Regions from separate parts of the Mus musculus genome. Here all the other regions are linked to region 1. Evidence: chromatin contacts called from public HiChIP or PLAC-seq and promoter capture Hi-C data. All regions are on one chromosome and are shown on one strand. Each heading gives the region's core, a stretch centred on a gene start, on an enhancer-like site or on the middle of the called end of the contact. The rest is flanking DNA. Distances are from core to core; before and after follow the strand shown.

Region 1 (4,027 bases), core at 1,202-3,701:
GGACAAAACAGTCTAGGAAGCCAATGAAATCACTGCTTATGTGGTCTGATTTCCAAAGTCCCTTTCCCTGTGTTCATCAGGTGCAATGAAAAGCACTGTGAGATGCTCTTGCTGCAGCTGGACACTACTGCTGGTGGAAAGGGGACACTCAGCTGCACAGCATCGCTCTGTGCTCCATCCCTCTGTACACTCAATGTTAGCATGGTCACTCTCACCCCTGCCAGCATCCCTGTTGGTAGATTTCGAATAAATCCTTTATCTCACTACCTAGGTATTTTCTTCAATTTCTGGACAAATGGCAAGCTACCCTACTGCTATAGCACAACCAGGCTATCAATGCTATACTCTGGCATGAACATGCTGTCTGAATTGATATATTGGCTTTTATTACCAAGAGCAAATGATATATAAGGAATGTCCAATAGGTTGTTAAAGGAAACATGACTTTTAATGACACAATTTTCCATCCTTTTATCTGTGACTCTTTCTAGTATGTCATTGCACATCCATTCTAGTTCTTCTGAATGGGATCTTGCCAGATATATGAGGCAAAACAAACAAACAAAAAACAAAACAAACAAACAAAAAACCCCCACCAAGAACTCTTATGTTTCCTTTTTTGAGACAGGGATTCTCTGTGTAGTCCTTGCTGTCCTGGAACTCACTTGGTAGACTGGGATGGCCTGGTACTCACAGAGATCTGTTGCCTCTGCCTTCTGGGTGCTAGGATTAAAGGCATGTGTCACCACTTCCCAGCTACTTATGAGTTTTATAAGAATGTAGGAAGCATTAAGGTTAACAAGAAAGTTAAACACTTCATTACAAATAAGTTTCCCAAGTGCTTGTGATATTCTCTTGCCATTCTGTATACCTTGCTTGCCCCTTCTTGGGCTATTCATGACCTACCCAGGGACAGGGGCTTTAGTTTTATTTGTATCCAGGTTAACTTAGAAGAGTAAGAGAACTATATACATTTGCCAATAAGTTCTTTTCAAGTAAGTAATGATCCAGCTGTTTAGTAGAAGACATCAAAAGATTCTTAGGAACCACACACACATACTTTTTGAGTATTCTAACAGAGATGCCACAATTAATTCAGAACTAAGTAGCAAACTAAGAATCACAAAATTTAAATATATTTAAGTTTGTATTGGGGACTGAGGCACTCTAGCTCTTTTGTGGGTAAGGCAGGGCCATGGAAGGATTGCCTAAGCCAGTGGTTCTTTACCTGTGGGTCACAACCCCACTGGCAAACTTCTACCTCCAAAAATACTTACATTGTGCTTCCTAACAGTACCAAAGTTATAAAGTAGCAATGAAAATGATTTTATGGTATGGGGCCACTACAAGTTGAGAAACCGTATTAAAGGGTTGCAGCATTCAGAAGGTTGAGAACCACTGGCCTAAGCCTTTAAGGATGTTTAGAAGCTGTGTGGATTTCTTAATGAAAAAAACCAACCAAACACATAGATGGATTCTGATACTCTCCAGCGCCTGTTGCTGAAGATTCAGTGGATCGATGAGGGTGGCTTGGGCTTTTTCGATGCCTTCACCTTACTTTGTAGACAATGTTGCCATTTATCCGTGTCCAACACCAGAAGCAGTTTTTAGCCCTTGCCCTTGACTTGCTTCAGTAGGCAAGCTTTCCCCTTTTCAGATGTTGCCATTTCTTGTCACCCCCCCACCCCCGCCCCCAACCCTCTGCGTTCCCAGCTTTCCTTTAGAAATCTTGATGGCCTGCAGGTCAGATTCAGTAGTGACTTTATTCAGAGGATGCCTTTTTGACAGGAGTGAAGGGGGACTTTGCTGATCCCAAACCCTGTTTTGGGGTCCCGAGCTTTTCTATTCCACCTGTCCCCGCCTCGCTGCCCCGCCCCCCGGGTCTTTCCAGTCACCCTGATTTACAGGGAAGGCAAATCAAAATCAAATTAATTCGCCTCCTTCTAGTGCGTTTCTAGGGCTTTTCTGCGCAGCGAAGGTATTCTGGGACAGGAAGCAGGTGAGTTGAGGCGGAGCTGAGGTGGAGCTGAGGTGCAGCACCGCCCTGCCTAGCGCAGGGAGCTTCGTCAGACTCTACAAGACATCTCCGAGCTCTGAGCGCTCGACCGGAAATGCTCCGAGGCCGGTGCCGGAAGTGCACCTACAGGCCCGAGTCCTTCCGGCCTCTGCCCTTCCAAGGTTTCCGGGAGGCGGGGAGTGGGCGGAGCCAGAGCCGGAAGTTCAGGCGGCTAAGCCCGGTCTCTGGCGTGACCCGTGAGCGCTGAATTGAACGCTGGCGGGCTGGCGGGCGGGTCCTCTGGCTGCTGTCCTCGCCACTTTACCTCTGTGCCGAGGACCCGAGGGAAAGCTGACGCCGCTGAGCCAGTCAGCACGCAGCTCGCACTCTAGTCCCGCGTGTAGGGACGACGCAGGCCGCCTGTCTAGTTTCCGGTCCCGTGGGCCCCGCCCCTCATCACTATGTATGACCGTGCTCCGCGCTGGCTCGACTGTGCCAACCGCGGCAGCACCGAGGAGCACGTGGGGCCTGGGACCTACCAGGTACCTTTTCCTAAGCAGCAGGCCACAGGTAAGATGCTGATGGCCAGCTTGCGGTGACAGACGGCCCGCCTTCAGCCTGCCCTCAGGTTAAACACAAAGTCAAAAAGGACCACTGTTCAGAAATGTAACACGTCGCAGGTAGAGACGATACTAGAACCAGGATTTTGATTCCTTGGCTCTTGACTGTATGACATAACAAGTTTGTGACTGTATGAAACACAATACTTGCTTTTGCACACACTTTAATCAGATTTATTTACCACGATGTAATTGTTTACATTTCTATTCTGTATTATCACTTACAAATTGGATCCCGTCCCCAATCTCCCCCACTCCCCGGAGTGAAGTTATCTGACCATCCCTGGCTTTATACTGAGACCCTCTTTCTACATTCTGTGAAAAGTTATAGCCTTCAGGGGTGGCCTAGGGACTAATAATTGAAGTAGTTAATTGCTTTTCTTCATTTCTCACCCCCCCCCCCCCCCCCAGTTTGTGAATTAGGTCCAACTTTTAATAAATATTTCTAATTCGGTCTCTGCTTTTAAAGTTCTGGTTTTTGTTTTTGTTTGAGTTTAATACCACCCAAATTCTAGTGGTTTCTTTTGTAAACCTGCATTTTTCAGTAGATATAAAATACCTCCTGCCCCCTTAAAGTTCCAGGAGTGAGTACTCTGTTTACATCCCTGCTCCATTATGGTTAGTTTAAGTTTCTCTGGACATGGTAAAATTCTGTTTGCGTTTCAGATCTCAAATTTTACATCTTTTCAGCATCTGTCCTCAGCATTTTTGGTACCTATGCCAAGTACTGTTGAGATGGTATAAGCATGTATTCCCCAGCATCTTGTGTTTACCAGTGACCATCTGTAATGGGCACACCTATGATGCTTTTGCACACCCATAACTTTTTTTTTTGACCTTTATTTTGGTACAGCTGACCACTTTCTTTGTTGCTTTCTGTCTCATTTTTTTTCCTGCTGTTCAGTACCTGACACATGATTCGGTACTGAAGCAAGGAATCATGTTTTATTTTTCTTTTTTTCCCACTAATCATGCACAGCTAAATTTATAAGATACTTAGCTTTACATCTTGTTCTTGTTGCTTTGCTCATTGTACTCTCTTATTCATATCTGTTACTTCAATCACCATTTATATCCAGCCACTCCCAAGTGAAATTCTTTATAGAGATAGAGGTGGTTTATGTCTCTAAGTTTCCCACAGGCTTAAAGTCTGCGTCGTTGTCAGTCACTTTACAGACATCCTTGCATGGCTGGTCTAAGCTTTAGAACTCTAGCTTACTTTTTTTGCCTGGCCATTTCTCTTGGCCTTTAAGACCATTGGTTAAATGTTCACAATCTCTCAGAAATTCTTCCCCTTTGTTCATAGCTACCCAATTTAATACAATCCAATTTATTTTTTCTCAATTAAATCAGTAGCATGTTGTTTCTGTCTCAGTGTCATAATTTTATCTTTCATTTTGTGTTTAGTAGT
Region 2 (4,146 bases), core at 1,343-3,842, 560 kb before region 1:
ACCTTAATTTTAATACTGCATTACTAAATATCTAAAAACTGGGTTATTTTATAGTTGGAAAGTTGTTTTCTTCTTAGATACTTATAAATTATAACACATGATTGATAACTTTCAAAATCATATTTGAATATGACTGAATTTTAAATTTTCAAGTAAACTTAACCCAATTACGTTAAACGTTTTCACAAAAATGAAGTCCTCTGCACTCCAATGCTAAGTTTATTACTGAGTGTAGTAAGTAGTACAATTTCACTTAGGTTTTCCCAGGCCTGAGTTCTCAGAATTTTTGGTTTTAAGGCTCCTTTAAGCTATTAAATTATTGAGGACTCCAAAGGCTTTGTTCATGGGATAAAGTCTCTCAATACTTGCATATTATAACTAACATTTGAATGTTTTTAAGTTTTAAAAATTGTGTGCACATGGGTGCCTGAGCTTGGGGTGTGCATGTGAGTGCAGTGCCTACAGAGGCCAGAAGAGGGAGACAGATCCCTTGGAATTAGAGTTACAGCTAGTTGTGAGCCTTCTGATGCTGGTGCTGGAAATTGCACTTCAGTCCTCTGAAAGAGACTGAAAGCATACACTGTTAACTGCTGAGCTCTCGCTTCAGCCCCCACTGGACTGTTTACATACATCTACATGTATCATGCATACATACATACATACATATGTATACTTACATATATATGCATATATGTATACTTACAAATACACACATATATACATGTAGGTATGTATGTACACACACATATGTAAGTGTAGCTCTCACCAGCTCTTGGAACAACGATGGCATTAAGAGACTTGCTGCCTTTGGAGAACTCTATATGCAAAACCATGGAACTAAAACAGGCAAAAATGCGTTTAATATTATTAATGGGGGGGGAACCCTGAAAGGGACTTGAGTACCTGGAACCACTGGTTTAAAACAGCACAATACATATTTAGGATTACTGTAATGTGTTGGATATTCCAACATGATTCCAACATGACACTGTTGTGTGTATTGTGCTAGCCTGTGATCACCTTTGTCGCATCTTTGAGCAGGAGTCTGAATAAAATCACAAACATGGTCATGGCCACTCCCTCTAAATGCTACTTTATTATGCAAGGATCTATTTCATTAGGCCTGTCTAATTGGATGGCTCTGACAAGTTAATTTGTTTATTTCTCCTTCTTAACTGCTTCCTCCACTTTGCCTGGGGCCCTTGACCAGTGTTGGTCTAGTGTGTGGCTCAATGTCTTGCTTCCCTGGTGGCCTCAGCCGCAATCTTAAACTAAAGGTTCTGTTGAGGGTTTTTTGGGGGGGATGGGAGTGAGTAGTGGGGGTGGGGCGTGTTTCCTCTGTCCTTCTCTCCCCCCTCTCTTTCTCTCTCCCTTCTCCCCCCCCCCCCCCCGTAAATCCCCTTCTGGGCTGCTTGGAAGTCATAAGAAAGCTGGGACAGGTTCTGTCTGCCCTCTCTTGCTCAGACTTTTCCAGTGCAGCTCCAGGGCCCACCGCGTCTGCTGTAGAGAAAAGAGCCTTTCCTTTTAGCATCTGTATTCTCTTCCAACAAGTCGGCCTGGAGCAGGTATAGTTGCCACTCTCTACTGCCACCCACAACTTAGTCACTAGATTTTGCTTTTCTTTCCATTTTCTTTGCCTTTTCTTTTCTTTTTTTGTAGAAGTAATGTGTTAAATATTTAAATCATTGTTTATGCCTTATTCCTGAGCATAGATCAACAAAGCTCTCTTTCTGGGTTTTTGTTTGTTTTTTGTTTTATTTTGTTTTTTTTCCATGTAGCCCAGGCCTACCTCAATCTCACCATGTAGCTGAGGCTAGCCTTGAACTGCTGGTCCTTCTCCCTCCACTTCGAAGTGCTGGAATTGTGGGCATGTTGTCACCCTGACAAAGCTGGTTTTCTTTAAGTTTTAAATATTCATCTATGTATTTGTACATGTATGTGGTGCACAGGCCATGGCCTACATATTAGAGATCAGAAGACAACGTGTGTATCCAGGGGTAAGCTGGATGTTACTGCCTGGAGTACTCAATGTTTCCAACCGTTCAGGTTCTCTGTTCTTCAGGGTCATTTCCACAGCTCTAAGGTGCGTATTCACACTGACATCTACACCTGTGATTGTTCCACCGACCTGTGTTCCATTCAACAGTTAGTTTTCATGAGTCAATATCATCAAATATCTCACGAGCTTCATTCACGAGCGGTGCAGTCTCTCTTCTGGTCCGACTGTTCACGGATTTCAGGCTCCAAAGACCCACGGACTACGGGTATGAATGGGCGGAAGAGAGCTCAGAGGCCTGCGACGCCCGGAGGACAACTTGTAAATGATGTTTTCCCCCACCCTGATGTCTGGCAGGGCGCTGAGCACCTTTACCCACTCACTGAGCCGTCCAACGGCCCAAAAGTTGTTTGTCCTAGGGAATTCACTGTGGCTTAGAAGGGCCGCTCTTTAGGATCACTGTGTCTTTTGCCTTCTCTGTTGCCTAAGAGAAATGGGATGCGAGTTTCCAGCGCTGGAGGAGGCCCATTAGGCTGGGCGGTCCGCCTTGCCTCTTGCTAGCTCGCCATCCCGTAGCTGCTGTCTCCAGAGCCTCACCGCCCGCTCTGTGAAGGTGGCTTCCAAGTGGGTCTTCTGTGCACCTCCTCCCAGCTTTTCACACCCAGGATTACTTCAAAGGCTCAGCCGCCTTGGGAGGGAAAGAAAGGAAATGCCAGCTGCAGACAGGTTTGCTGTGGCAGCTGCTTGCTTGCCGTATAGATGGAGGGGAGGCTACTTTAACTAACTAACCCTCTGCAGCCCACGGGCTTCACAGCTCATTACAGAGGTTTTCTTCTGGCCTGCTTTCTCCCCGGGGCGGGGGCTGGGGTTGGGGGTGAGGTTGGGGGCGTGCTCTTCTGGCTGTCTGAACCACTCCGGCTTCAGGCTTATGTAAATTTCCTGGGGCCTTCGCTGCTCCTTCTTCCACTGATCCCTTTATCTCTTGCCAACACTGGATTCTCCTAATCTTGCTTTCAGTTGAGAGGTACCGGCACTCAGGAGGGGAGAGGCGCCCCTGCTCAGGAGGTGGGACCCTTTCCTGGCTATATGTTTTATTTCATAATTACTGATCACAGCAGGAACGAGCGTGAAGTCACAGCCTGTCAGAGAGCCTGCTCAAGCAAGACGCTCAAGAGAGAGAGTTCATGAGCCCCATCTGAAACCTTACCTTAATTGTTGTTGCTCTAAGCACGGATTGAAAAAAAAATTTTTTTTTCCTAAACAGGGTTTCCTTGTGTAGTGCCGGCTTCTCTCTCTCTCTCTCTCTCTCTCTCTCTCTCTCTCTCTCTCTCTCATTCTCTCTCTCTCTCTCTCTCTCTCTCTCTCTCTCTCTCTCTCTCTCAGCTGGCCTCGAACTCAAAGAGCCACCTGCCTCTGCCTCCTGAGTGCTGGGATTAAAAGCATGGGCCATCGCACCCAGCATGAAAACAATAATTTAAATAGACGGAATGCTCCCCACTTCTGTGAGTTTGCAGCACCCACTGTCACCACTCTCGAGGGGTCCCGAGCTTGGGGAGATGAAAATACCTGCGGCTTATGTAGCCACTCAGTTCTCTCCCTCCGGAGGCTGTGTATCTTTTCCAGAAAGTTCTCTAGGCTTGGCTTCAAGGCTTGCTGCCTTTTGCTTTCTCCACTGAGTCACTCACACCATGAAATGTCAGAGCAGCTGGCCAAACACCAAGGGCCTGGTTAAAACAATAAAGGCTTTCTGGAGCCTCCAGCGAGCTGATGTGAACGGTTGTTTCCTAAACAAAACAATCCCATGGAGGCTCTGCCACCTGCTGGGAAACACTTCCTGCCTGTGTGTATAATTTGAGAACCAAACCTGTTATGGTGTGTTCTGTGAATCACTCTGCCTGGGTAAGGAGCCTGGTTGGTTTTAGTCTTGTATTGTTTGCAGTGAGCTAACTGGGCTAACTCTAGAAATGACAGGATGGTGGGTGAACAACCAGGTTAGACGCTGGCCACTCACACAGTTTCCAAGAGCCCCAGTCTCCGGCCAGTGTGCGAGTGTACATGTGTGTGCACCTATGTAGAGGTGTATGTGAATACATGCGCTAGGAAACCTCATAGATATTGTGAGATGGTGAAGATTGCATCTACAAACTCGT
Region 3 (4,145 bases), core at 1,056-3,555, 990 kb before region 1:
AGCCTTACCTCCCAGGATGGCACCTGGCGCTACCCTGTAAGACACTGAGTGTGACAACTGTGGCTCCTCTGCACAGCTGTACCACCAAGCGGAGTCACTCCCTGCCGCACAGTGTTCTCTTCTGTACTCAGGCCTGAGGCGACTGTCGGTCATTTATCTTTAGATGAGGCATCTGCCTGGTCCAGAGCCAGGGATTAGCCATGTGCTGCCCATTCCTTTGCTGTGCGTTCTGCTGTTTTTCCCTACTTAGGCTTTCATCTTACATCCTTTGTGCTAGCCCTTGTTCCCAGCCTCTCCCTGTTCCGAAAAGCATCACCTTCCATCGTTTGCCATTTGACTTTTCTCATTCATTGCTTTGTTTGGAGGAGGAAGCTTGTAATCTGATGCCTTACCCTGGAGACTTCAAGCTGTGCATTTTTAGTGTGCTTTTCCATATAGCATTTGTATTTATTCTCTGAGAATTTCACACACACACACAATACATTTTGATCATAGCCGGCTGTCTTTTCCTTCCTTTCAGCTCTTCCTGGATTCCAAGTCTCCCACCCCCCCCACCCCCCACCCCCACCCCCGCATAATAATTTTTTAATTGGGTACTTCCCAACTTTCAGCTTTTGACATTTTTTTAGCTAGTCGATTCTGGGGAGAGATGGATTGGTAACATTAAGACCTTATTTAACATCACCTGGCAGATTAACATGAGAATAGTTTACTTTTCAGACTAATATGTTATGAAGTCTTGCAAAACCCTTAAGGAGTTTATCAACTGAGAAACTTTTCCTTTGTGCCAGCCCCACCCGTGTTGGCTCTCTGCTGCCTTGGAGCCAGCTCCACCCTTGTTAGTTCTTTTGCCTCTGTTCTGAGGAAAACAAGCTTTTGTTGCTGAGTCTGGGCTTGGTCTTTGATGGTTGAGATTCAGAATGTCTGTCTGTCCGTACCTGCCTATCTCTTGTCCGCGGTGCCTACAACAAGAGCTGCGGTTCTCCACCATTGCTGCCAAAACAACACCGCTTGCATACGAGCCTGGTCCACTGGCAATGCTTTTACCTACTGGGTTTACTTTGGCCAGTGCAGTAGACTCACTGATTATAATTACCACTTCTGAATTAGATATAAATATGTGTGAAATCGGACTTACAGCACCTACTGCATTATGCCGAGAGACCTGTGGACATGTTTTCCGTTATTCAGAGGAGTTTGTCAATGTGTAAGTAGCTGAACAACAAACTCTGGCAAATATCTTCCGGGTTGGTAAGAGCCCTTATTCTATATTTCAGGATTGAAGAGTTTTGTCTAAAGACAGAAAACCTGCCTCACTGTGTCACCCCGCAGGAGTGAAATTTTGTCACTGTATGGAGGGTTTGTTGGAGGCAGTAGTGTACCAATGTGACAGCTAGCCACTGTCACATAAATACCTCTTCCTCTCAAAGGCAAAAGCAGATCCAGAAGGGTCTGATGCTGCTGCCTACTGGACAACAGTGGCTTGGAATGATGGAACAGCTAAATGCTTGCCCAAGTAGATTCCTTTAGGAATGCAAGAGCCTCTTTGTATAGCAGGATTCTGATTCCCTCTCGGTCCTTCTGGATACCAATGTGCGTAAGCAGTAAGCAATTCTGTGGGTAAATAATGTGATCTTGAGCCAAATGACAGGTTTCCTGAGAGCAAAGACAAGTTATAGTTAATTTCCCATCTCCATCGCCATTACTGGTTTTATACATTTTCTTGCATCTACTATACATACATACAAACATATATTCCCAGTGATGGAGAATTCAGGGACTTGAGGCAACTGCTCCTAACTATAATGAAGAATGCAGTGTGTGTGACAAATAACACAACATACGTACATGATATACAATTGTATGTGTATGTTGCTAAGAACGGAGACCGGATCAAGTCATGTGCTCTACTATGGAGTCATACCACAACCCTCATTTATATTTAACCACACTTTCTACAAGCTATATCGAGTGCAAATGGAGTGCAAATACAAATGCCTAACCACATAGCTAAAGTCAGCTACCTGACAGAACAGCTTGCACGTAGAAGGCATGCAATGCACTCTGTATCAATTGGACAGAGCTGAACTAACACGACCTGTTTTTATATTCTCTAAAATAAAATGGGTAAGGGTGTTTTCTGGCCCTTCATAGTAGACTTGATTATCCAATGTTTGTTAGCTTCTTATTTTTGTCTAATCATAATGTGTATTGTATTTCTTTTCACCACTTGACTTGCAGGAGGGTGGAGCTTCTTGGGTTGGGAAAATTCTAAGGCTATGAGTCATGTTGCCAAAGGCAAGCAGAACTTCCAAGTCACGCTATTTATTGAAGGCCGAAGATGCTGGTACCCATAGAAGAGTGAACCGTGCCTCAGTCAGAAGACGTTCCTGTTTGCAGGCCACACACCCAGGAGAGGCAGGATGGGCACCGCTGGAAAAGTAAGGGAAACGTTTCAGCTTGTTCAGTCTCTTGAGCTAATAATGGGGGTTGCTTCTGAGAGATCTGAATCCTGGAGAGAAACTAAATACTATTTCTCGAGGAAGGCAAGGCTGTTAAGTAACACACGTTGGGGAGATGTGGGTAAATTGCATCAGAATACCAATCGCAGCAGGATTCAATTGAAAACCACATGCTGAACGTTCTCCCAGAAAGCAGGGAAGGGAAGTAGAGAACTGGGATTTCTATGGGCATTATTCATAATTTAGTTTCCAGCTAGCCAGTCATTTGCTCTGGATAGCAAACTGTTTCCATAAGGAGACTTCAACAGGGTCAGTGGTATCTCCCCAATCCCTTTCTAGAGTCTAAAGGGTCCAGGATCTCCTGTGTTGGGGGATCGTGCCCTACTGTTGAGAATGGAAAAAGTGAATTCAGGAATGCAAAGTCAACAACAAAGAAACCGCATGTTCCGAGTTTCTGAGGACATGTTTTATATCACAGTACAATTGCAAACACTCTTGGAAAATAGGACCGTGTGGTGGATAAAGCGTGTTTATTCCTTCAGAAGATGACAGGGCCAGAACAGTGACAGGAACTCAGAAAACAAGGCTGGCTTTTTTTCCCCCTCTTGCAGATTGGGTTGATCGGGTTCCTGCTTTAAACGCGTGTGTAACCGCTTGAGATGTGGGGTACTGTTTTTGGCATTACTTTTAAACAACTTCATTTAGTCTACCTTAGAATTTTAGGAAGCTAAAAATGATGTTTGAAGTCTGGGAAGCATGAGAGACGAGGTCTGAACGCTAGAACCTGAAATAACTTTCCCCGCAATTGAAGAGAAATGGAATGGAAACATCTTAGTTTGAATCAGAAATCCAGTAAAGACCAATAATCAGAATTAACTTTGCACTGTGGAAGTCAGGAACACTGCCCTTAGAAATAAGTGGCAGAGAGCTGGCATGAATCTTAGAACACTTTCAACTCCACACAAGCCTTTCTGTGGCCTCCGTCATGAGAATGCCCAGCCACTGATCGAACATTTCCAGTAACCGGGAATTCAGGAACTCCTAGCTATGATCAGGAATCCAGCACACATGACAAATAGCACAACAGATTTAAAATGTTGACTTGGTGATGGTATACAGAGGGGTAGTTCAAGGTGGGTGATGTGGTCCCCAAACTGTCCTTCTATTTCCATGCATCTCAGGAAGAGAGGTTCCCTTAATATCAGGACTCCTCCTGTTAATTTTCTGATGTTTCATTAAAAAAAAAATGATTATGATAGTTTGCTAAAGATGCCATTAACAAAGTACCAGGACTGTGCGGCATAAAGAACAAGGATTTATTTGCTCATACATCTGGAAGCTGGGATCCTGGGAACAGAGTGTGGACAAGATTGGTTCCTTTAGGAGCCCTTTCCTTTGCTTAGGAGTACTCTGCTTGTGTCTTCCCGTCCCTTAACCTCACTGTGGAAATAGCCTACAGGACTGCTCTGTCTAACTTCAGTGACCACATTGTAACTCGATTGCAATGTGAAAAGACCCAGTCCGCAATTGTTTACCCTCAGATTCTGAGGTACTGAGCATTAGAGCTCCAACACACAAATATAATGACGACTTTGGGCTAGTACAATGTTTATTCTAGAGAATCAGGATAAACAATATATGGAGGAAATCAAGCATGTTCTCATATTATCAAACTAGCACTGA

The links. Promoter capture Hi-C pulls out the DNA fragments that hold promoters and counts their contacts. HiChIP or PLAC-seq counts read pairs in DNA pulled down with a chosen protein or histone mark.
Region 2: a contact with region 1 is called in an H3K4me3 HiChIP or PLAC-seq map of stem cell-derived neural progenitor cells, with 6 times the contacts expected there. The contact joins the enhancer-like site here to the promoter of Stpg2 in region 1. A contact is called at or near these places in 16 of 39 promoter capture datasets (the 3T3-L1 cell line, 3T3-L1-derived adipocytes, the C10 cell line and 7 more), 2 of 15 datasets of contacts at CTCF or cohesin (large pre-B cells and pro-B cells), 54 of 484 Hi-C or Micro-C datasets (B cells, the Ba/F3 cell line, the C2C12 cell line and 32 more), 9 of 115 datasets of contacts at active chromatin or transcription factors (astrocytes, bone marrow-derived dendritic cells, embryonic forebrain and 3 more) and 4 of 9 other capture datasets (adipose tissue, embryonic stem cells, liver and 1 more).
Region 3: a contact with region 1 is called in a promoter capture Hi-C map of the HPC-7 cell line. The contact joins the promoter of Adh7 here to the promoter of Stpg2 in region 1. A contact is called at or near these places in 6 of 39 promoter capture datasets (the HPC-7 cell line, cranial neural crest, embryonic stem cells and 3 more), 1 of 15 datasets of contacts at CTCF or cohesin (pro-B cells) and 1 of 484 Hi-C or Micro-C datasets (olfactory sensory neurons).

Annotation. Positions count from the first base shown.
Region 1 is chr3:139,203,442-139,207,468 of GRCm38.p6, forward strand. It overlaps Stpg2 (sperm tail PG rich repeat containing 2), which reads left to right and starts at 2,452. Exons shown (of 14, transcript NM_198659.2): 1 at 2,452-2,566. The coding sequence starts at 2,458.
Region 2 is chr3:138,641,754-138,645,899 of GRCm38.p6, forward strand. No RefSeq gene overlaps it. Among named protein-coding and RNA genes, the nearest start is that of 4930425O10Rik, 83 kb to the right of the region's middle. Within about 2 kb of position 2,593, at least 123 of the 459 cell types and tissues checked have an H3K27ac peak or open chromatin away from gene starts, as enhancers often do. A contact at or near this core is called in the C2C12 cell line, DN3 thymocytes, the P5424 cell line and 11 more, where this site is marked.
Region 3 is chr3:138,215,468-138,219,612 of GRCm38.p6, forward strand. It overlaps Adh7 (alcohol dehydrogenase 7 (class IV), mu or sigma polypeptide), which reads left to right and starts at 2,306. Exons shown (of 9, transcript NM_009626.4): 1 at 2,306-2,441. The coding sequence starts at 2,424. The region is part of intron 2 of 0610031O16Rik (RIKEN cDNA 0610031O16 gene); the gene reads right to left.